Linked DNA regions of Astyanax mexicanus: region 2 is linked to region 1. Evidence: chromatin contacts called from public Hi-C data. All regions are on one chromosome and are shown on one strand. The core of a region is the stretch at or near the end of the contact, and the rest is flanking DNA. Distances in the headings are between cores, read along the strand shown. Region 1 has its middle 28 kb from the start of LOC111194757. Region 2 holds the start of foxf1 (forkhead box F1).

The links. A called contact is a pair of places that touch in the nucleus more often than the background predicts.
Region 2: a Hi-C map of muscle shows a contact between it and region 1, with 18 times the contacts expected there. The contact joins the promoter of foxf1 here to the enhancer-like site in region 1. A contact is called at or near these places in 2 of 3 Hi-C or Micro-C datasets (both in muscle).

Annotation. Positions count from the first base shown.
Region 1 is chr9:13,023,245-13,027,747 of AstMex3_surface, forward strand. No RefSeq gene overlaps it. Among protein-coding and RNA genes, the nearest start is that of LOC111194757, 28 kb to the left of the region's middle. Within about 2 kb of position 1,642, the one cell type or tissue checked has an H3K27ac peak away from gene starts, as active enhancers do.
Region 2 is chr9:13,108,830-13,113,423 of AstMex3_surface, forward strand. It overlaps foxf1 (forkhead box F1), which reads left to right and starts at 2,093. Exons shown (of 2, transcript XM_007244016.4): 1 at 2,093-3,473. The coding sequence starts at 2,501. It overlaps LOC111194758 (a long non-coding RNA gene), which reads right to left and starts at 1,662. Exons shown (of 2, transcript XR_007440690.1): 1 at 1,192-1,662.

The DNA.
Region 1 (4,503 bases), core at 392-2,891:
TAGGAAATGACCAGCGAGCTCTTGAAGTTGGTGTTGATGTTAGAAGCAGAAAATTTGGCAACTGAATAATCTAAAATAATTTGACGATAATCAACATATTGGAAGACCACCAATGGGCAGGTCTTTTTGGAAACATCAGGTGATGTTTCCAAAAATGCTCCAACGAAGGACAATGGCTATACTGGTAAAAGGGTCATTGACCCCAAGGCTTTCAGTGATGCTCATGAAAGTCCAATCTCACAACTTAAAGGGCTTAAAAGATCTGCTGCTAAGGTTAGACCTGGTGGCAGAGAACACAGGACACCTTCAGAGTTCTTGTTGAGTCCATTCCACAATTTTAGGCTGGTGGTTTTAATGTTATGGCCCTTTAGCATACTTTCAACAAAACCATGTTAAAGGACTTAGATCTATCAATCCTGTCATCATCAAGCCTGGTCAGAAACCAGACTACAAGATCTACTAAAGGTGACATCACTACACTTACTGGCAGCATTAAACATACCATCCACATGCCAGCTCGGGGTCAAGCACGATGTAAGCTGAATTGAGCGCTGCCATTGCGACAGCCGAGTTCGTAGAATGAAAGCCAGCTGGTGTGGTCTTCTGCAGCCTTCTCCAGCTCCCTGTGAGGGTTTCAGCTGGCCTTTGGCATGTTCTCACTGAGAATACATCCTGCTATCACCCAGCAGCTGATCACTACACACTGTTTACACACTCAACCTCACTTACTCACATTTAAAACCTTTAAAAAGGTACAAATATAAATATGTAAATATGCTACACTCTTAAAAATAAAGATGGCACAATAGGTTATCATGCTTTGTGTGATATATTTTATAATATTAGTAATAGTTGATGATCACCACCAAGCTCATCCCCAACTCTCCATCAACTCATTTTAGAAAACTAACTGCAATACAGATGGGTTTTTATAGAGCCCTATTCTATTGGCAATACTTCTCTAATTCAAATCCTAACAGCAACACACCAAAATCCAACAAAAGGCTTTCCTGGAGAGTAAAGACAGTTACTTCAATAAAAGCAGGATGAACAATTTTTTAAATATCTTTGATTCTGCATATCGTCACTGTCCTATGAAAAACACTTGTCTTCATTTTTGTTGATTTTTAGTTTACTACATACTTTGAACAGACAAACTGTCCCTTACACTGTGCCAACATTTCTTGATGAACGGACCAATAAAAACTCTTAAAAATGACCTGAAATAAACTCTTTTTACATTGACTTTCATTGAAAGTTTACAAGGTTTTTTCTCTCTCCTGTAAAGTCGCTGTTTTGGAGATAAGTGTTTTTCATTGGACAGCGGCGATATTCAATTCTAAGCCCCAGTATCAATGTTCCAACATGATCTCACCTAATGTTCTGCAATATTCTACACTATTGGTTCTCTAACTGGAACGATAAACCTCCCCAATTCTCATTCTCTTCCTCTTTACTACTATTCCGTCAGTCCCTCCCTCTCTCTAAAGACGATGGTGACCGGGGCATTTGGCAATCCCTTTGCTCTGCCTCTTGCCCTTTCACCCATGCCCTGCACTAAATAGGCATAATGGATGCATTTGTCTGTCAGTGGGCAGCATATGATTTGGCTGAGTGTGTCTCAGGGGATGCAGTGAGGCTGTGAGCTCCCGTTTCAGCTCCAGTGCCCTGGAATAGCCTTAAACTGGATCAGATTACTGCAAACTCACAGCGCCCTGACTGTCAAAACAACAACACTGCCCCTCCAACCATACGAGCCATGGCTTATCAACAGCCGTGAACACTGGAGAATCAGGAAAATCTGAGTCAGTGTGCTCATCATTTCTGTAAAAGAGGCAGCAATTCTACACTCAAAAAGTATCTAATAAAAAACGGTATGAAAAACAGAACTAAATTTGGCCTATCCAACTTAAAGTAGTAATATTTCAAAGCAGTAATAGTCATCTCACACCATATTAGTTTGATTTGTATTTTTACAACAAAAACATGATATAAATATCATAAACTTTAAGTTATCTATTACCTATATTGACTAATTTCATCCTTATAAGGCCTATTTGCAAACTTAATGGCATCCTCAACAGCACAATAAATGATAACATTGACGTCAAGGCAGATCGTTTTTCAATATAATTAAATTATATACACAACACATAGGAGAAGGTAGCCTGGAGGGAATGATTACACACTGACACTGCCTAAAGGGGGATGACACAACTGCAAATGGATGGTTTCAAGTTGTCCATTTTTATATTAAAAATAATATTATACTGCTTGATACTCAACATTACTATTGGCCTATATTCTTTAAATTCTATATTTTTTTGTATAATTATTTATTGAATATCCTTTAAATTAGCTAGATATTTAACTTTTCATAAAAAATAGGTTGTTACATTGGCACCACATTCTGACATTGTATAAAACAAACTATTATGTGTGTGTGTGTGTGTGTGTGTGGGCAGTGGTTAGGCTGACTTGTGATTGACAGTCAGCACAGTGATAAGGCTGTCCGTCCTGCGCGTCTGTTTGCCTGCTGATGAGTGCCAGAGGCAGCCGGCTTCTCCCTGGAGTCCTGCTGCAGCGGATTCTCAGTGCTTATTCTACAGCCTGCTCCTCTCCAGCCCAGCACTCGCCCAGCACACTCCCTCCTCTCAGACCAGCCTCCTCTCATAAACAACCAGAGGCCTGTTTCTGCTGCACCAGATCCCCCAAAACAACTGCCACAGGCCTCGCTTTTACTGCTGTCCAACAAGAACACAGTCCCATATAGTGCGCTGTAAAAGAGAACTATATATGGCTATACATCCACTGTTTTATTTCTGAATGTGAGCAAAAAAAGTTAAATATCAACTACTTATAGTGATCTAGTATATTTCACTTTATGCTGTGTTATTGCAGTTGCAAGATTAAAGAGTTTCTCAGAACTTGTTTTTAAATTGTTAAATGTATATTACTTAAATCAAGTAATGCATTAGATTTTTATTGAATCAAAATTTCTATATAAGATTGATGATTAAAATTTAGACTCATATGGGCAATATTTATTGAGCTAAACATACATATGTACACATAAACATACATGTGTAAGTCATGTGTAACACAGCATACCAGACATCACTGCATGGAATTGTAGAGGTTCCCAAAGGTGTTCTTCGATAATTAATCTCATACAGCCTGAATATTTACACAATTCCTACACTCTAAAAAGTGATTTTGTGTTTCAGTCAGGAGAACTAATATAAAATTGAATGAACTTACCAGCCAGTACAACTCAATAAAATAAGTTCATAACTTAAAAATGCTTGTTGAGCCAATGAAAAAATGTGATTTGAACCAACCTATAGTATACTACATGTGTCAATTATCTTTCTACAGTGTTGGATCATGTCAAGTCAAGACTAAAACTTTTAGTAATTGAACCTTAGTCAAGATCAAAACTTTGTTTTCAAGCCTGAGTCAAAACCAAAACTTTTAGTAATTGAGCCAGTGTCAAGACCAAGGCTTTTAGTAATTGAACCTGAGTCAAGACCAAGGCTTTTAGTAATTGAGCCAGAGTCAAGACCAATACTTTTAGTAATTGAACCTGAGTCAAGTCCAAGACTTTTAGTAATTGAGCCAGAGTCAAGACTTTTAGTATTCATGTACAAGTCAAGACTTAGGCTTTTTCTAGTCGAGTTTAAATCAAGACCAAGACTTTTAGTAATTGAACCTGAGTCAAGATTTTAGTATTCATGTACAAATCAAGACTAAGACTTTTTCTAGTCGAGTTTAAATCATGACCAAGACATTTAGTAGTTGAGTCTCAGTCCAAGTCAAGACCAAGGCTTTCAGTAGTCAAGTCAAAACCGATACAGGAAGTGGCCAAGACCAAGACCAAGACCAATTTAAGACGGTTTTTCATCATGAAATATAACAAAAAAATTAAAAATAGAAAAACAGAAATAAATTAAAGTTGAAAGTCATTTTAGATTAGTTCTTATTAGTTAAATATGCTATAAATACATTGTAAATATTTTATCACATGTTTTGTTTACATTAAATTAGGAATAAATAGAACAGGTTGCAGGGGCGAGTAACACAAAAGTAATGCAATAGTCACTTTTACTGGTAACTAGTTACTTTTATAGTGGAGTAACTCAGTTAGTAACTCAGTTACTTTTTTGGAGAAGTAACTAGTAACTAATTACTTTTTGTACTAATCACTTCTTTAGAATCTTGAGACTTGTCTCACATTCTAAAAAACTTGAGGAAACATATAAGGAACATTTGAGGAAAACATAAGCACTGAGCATTATTACTCTGTGAGTAATAAATTATTACTCTTGTGTGATTCTGCAGCCTCTCTTTTTGCCTGTTTTCCTCACTGTCAACTTGGGCCACTCCGAACTGTGAGCAGCTCGCCGTCCTCCACAGTTTCAGTGTTAGTGAGTGTTTTTACTCCATACATTACTCTGAGATCCTGGCAGACCAAAGGCTGCCTATTCTGCTCTATATTTATTT
Region 2 (4,594 bases), core at 843-3,342, 86 kb after region 1:
TAATGTCTCAACTTGGGCTATAATACCGAAAATGTGTGTGTTTGTACTTAAGATGCATATCTTCCACAGTATCATTGTGATCATCCAATTAAATGTTGTCTCATTTCCCAAAAGCGGAATATTGTAAGGATCATCTAAACTGGCAAAGGCAGATAATTTTCTTCTTTCATTGTCTTAACAATACCTAGTCTCCAGTTTAACATGGTCCAACAGTTCTCCAACAGTCCTCTGTTTGCCCTTCTATTTAAAACATTTCACATTTAGATTGCACTTAATTGCCCTGACAATACAGTTTACCATATATGGAACAGTTTGGCATAATATTTTAGTGCTAGGATAACAAGCTGAGTGTTTTTTTTTTTTTTTTTTTTGCTAATTTAGATATTATTTTGAGCTGAGACAATTTTGATAAGCCCAAACAAGATCATATATAGTCTCGAATTTAACATTTTGATTGCATGTCATTGTCCTGATAATATCTAGTCTGAAGTTTAATATTTTAGTATTTTAATGCATTAAAATCGCATTGTCTATCGTTTTGTTAGGAATCAGTAGTCTTAAATTTAAAAAGTGACAAGTTCACGTGTAGCCACGTGGTTTGATCGATTTGAGAAATTCAGACAAGCATGACATACAGACTCTAATATACAATCTTTCATATGGACCTTAACCATTATTTTTTTTATTTTATTATTGTCAACTGCAGGTACAAAATAAAATAAATTATGTGAAAAAATTTGAAGAGGTAAAGCTAATAGCTATACCAATACATGAAGTCTAGGGACTAGCTGCTTATCCTGAACTACGGGATGATGCCTTCTCCCTGGAACTCTACACCAGGGCAAGCTCCAAGCTTTTCGCCTTGTGCCTGGAAAGATATTTAGGCTACGATCACATACTAGAAAATACTAGAAGGTATATTTTTCTTAGTGTTTGGAGAACACATCATGAGTTTGTCAAACATGCTGATTAAATAATCCATCATTGTTATCATTTGTATTATTTTTTTATTATAAAGTATTTTATTCTCCGGTTTGACCTGAAATAATTAGCATTTTAACTTATCTCGAACAAACAGACGGCAAACTTTTACTTTACAGAGTGCTCACCCTTCTCAAACCAGACCTTCTAAAATATGAACATCTGTCTGAATCCAGGTGACAAGTGGAGCTCACGCGTCTTTAGACTCACCGATGAGTGATGGACGAGCGCGCAGTCGAGAAGCACGGAGCTCTATCGAGAGGTCGTCATCCGATCTTCACCTGAGCTGTAAGCTCCAGATCCCGGACTCCTCTCTCTCGTTCTCTCACTCGTTCTCGGCTTCTAAAAGCCGAATCCTCGCTGAAAAGCAGCATAGGATCCAGAAGAGCTCTGCATCCAAACGGACCCATTGTATCGGCACGGGTATTAGCAGCTCTTGTGGAGCTTTTGCTTGATTTTTTTATTTAAGGAAGGCCAGGGAAAATGTTTACATTTTGCAGTATAAACATCCTGCCCATGTTCCTGTCTGTCTTAAAAAGAAAACGGGACCATGCTCCCCACTGTGTGCAGTAATACAACTTTTTGTGGTTATTAAATCACATTTTTTAGTTTTTATTTGATGCAGAATGCGGATTTTAGAAAATCGAGAGCCCTTGATGACCAGTGCAGATAGCATGTAGCCCAAACAATAAATTACACATTAAATAAAACCTTGAAAAAGAATGGTAATATAAGTAAATCAGATTAAACTGTATTGTACGTATATATCCTAAAATAAAACGTTATGAAATCAGTACATGGAATGTAAGCTTATCTACTGTTGTTCGTGTTGGTTAACCTTTACAGTTATTTTTAAGAATTAAAAGCACAAAAAAACGAAAACCCTTGATTAACCAATTGATAAGTATTGAATACGATTGTCCACACCCGTGCACAATATTATTCTACATGAAGCGTATATACATTTAAGGCAATTTCAGCTTACAAACGCAGATAGAAGCAGGGAGCCAGATGTTGTTGGCTGTAGAACATCAGCTCTGTAGTGGGAGGGCACTGGTAGCCTCTATGGGGGGCGGAGCATGTCGAGCGCTTCTGCCCTCCTTCTGCTCAAGAGCGTGCAAGGCGCTCATGGCTTCACATAAGTAAAGGGCGATCTCCTGAGGACGAGCTGAGAAGAGAGGAGAAGATAGACGAGAGGAGAAGAGTAGGAGCTCTTAGCAGCCTCCCCCAACGTGTTTTTTTTCTACTTCCAACCCCCACCTCTACTACTTGCACCACCACCTTCAAATTTTCATTTCATTGTGGACTGTGCTATCTGAGGAACAACCCAGAGGAGAAATAAGAAGTTTTTTTTTCCAACTTTGACGTTTCTTTCCATACTTTTGGTTGCGCATCTGAAGCAAAGAAGTCATGGTCCAGAGTTGGTTGTGAGGGAGTTAACTGTGTTCGTGTTGTTTTTTGTACGCTACCCGAGAAGCAGATCCACCGCGGGGGAGTTCCCTTCCTGGCAAGCTCCTAAATGACGGCCGAGATCCAGCAGCCATCCGTGCAGACTCCTGCCCAGAGCAGCCCAATGTCTGCGCCAGAGAAGCCGGCAGCGATGGACGCGGCCTCCTCTGCCACCAAGACCAAGAAAACTAACGCCGGCATCAGGCGTCCCGAAAAACCGCCGTACTCCTATATCGCTCTCATCGTCATGGCCATTCAAAGTTCTCCCACCAAGCGCCTCACCCTCAGTGAGATCTACCAGTTCCTCCAGAGCCGCTTCCCCTTCTTCCGCGGCTCCTACCAAGGTTGGAAGAACTCTGTGCGCCACAACCTGTCCCTCAACGAGTGCTTCATCAAGCTCCCCAAAGGCTTGGGTCGCCCAGGCAAGGGTCACTACTGGACCATTGACCCGGCCAGCGAGTTCATGTTCGAGGAGGGTTCGTTCCGGCGCAGGCCGCGCGGATTCAGGCGCAAGTGCCAGGCGCTCAAGCCTTCCATGTACAGCATGATGAACGGCCTGGGATTCAACCACCTCCCCGACTCCTACAACTTCCAAGGCGGCGGAGGGGCGCTGTCGTGCCCTCCCAACAGCTTGTCTTTGGAAAGTGGGATTGGGATGATGAACGGACACTTGACCGGCAACATGGACGGTATGGGCCTGGCTGGACACTCCATGTCCCATCTGTCAGCCAATGGAGGACACTCGTACATGGGCAGCTGCACGGGACCGTCCGCCGGTGACTACCCACACCACGACAATGCCGCATCTCCGCTGCTGCCCAGCGGACCAGGGGTCATGGAACCCCATCCCGTTTACTCGAGCCCCACGTCGGCGTGGGCGCCCACCCCGTCCGCCTCTCTCAACAATGGAGCGTCCTATATCAAGCAGCAGCCGCTCTCGCCCTGCAACCCTGGGACGAACCCCCTGCAGCCCAGTTTACCCACGCACTCCCTGGACCAGTCATATCTGCACCAGAACGGACACAGCACGAGTGATCTTCAAGGTAACGGTTTTGTTCTGAATTTATAACTCACATTTATTCACAGAAAATATTTTTTATGCAACCAAGGTTTGCCTACATTGCTCAAAAAACACGTTTTGAAAGACTGCAGCTACAAATCAGTTTACATGTTGTTCACAGTGACAATTCCTCCAAAAAATGATTATTTTTAGAAAAAACCGTGGTTGTTCTATAAAGAACCCAATGTAAAGCCGTTTTATATTAGTTTTAAGAGTGTGGAGCTGCAAATCTAGGCCCAGTTTTTCAAAGTGTTGAGTGCAATGTTAGCTTAACAATTTAGAAAATATATTTTGAGCTGTGAAGTTTTAGAAAACTCAACTCTAATTAAATAACCACACTAAATTACATTTTTAAAACAAAAATATGATTTTAATGATCATAGACTACATTTTACTGAACCAGGTCATATTTTGACAGTTTTCATTTCACATTAATAAATTAAAAGCCACAGTTTTTTCTATAAAAGTAAATGTCTTTTTTATTTTATGCGCGTTTCCCCTAGAAGCTAAAACTGGAATAGGATGTGCTACGTTCCCAAACTGGACTATTATCTATTATGTCTAAACACAAAGTTTGCAAGATGTGTGAAAATGAAGAACCCTAAAATGGGTTATCTGTTATTTTTGATTTACTTATTTTTACAAATATGATGCTTTTTCTATTTATCTAGTTGTGGAACCTTCGTTTATAAGAGTGTTCGCGTTCAGTCTTTATTGAGGTTAGACATTTTATAGCATAATCTTGCTTAAGATGTGCACACTACGATACAATACACCGAATTTCTGATATGTAGAGGGCACACTGGCCGATAAGAGAAGCCGCGCGAGCGATGCGTCCTGTGGGAATCGCGTGCAAGCCGGACAATCCCCATTTCCACCTCCACCCCCGCCCTGGGGCAGGAATAGAAAGATAGCGCTCTTAGTAAATGCCATATAAACCAGAGTGCTTCGCTGCCATCCTCTTTACTGCATTTTAATCTGCGCGTGACCAGTATTAAACAGTATTGATCAGTATAAAACACCTAGTAACTGTACTCTCTACGTGAGCTACAGAGAAAAAAAATTAAGGTCAGTGAGTATACATAAAAGCCTCAAACTATACGA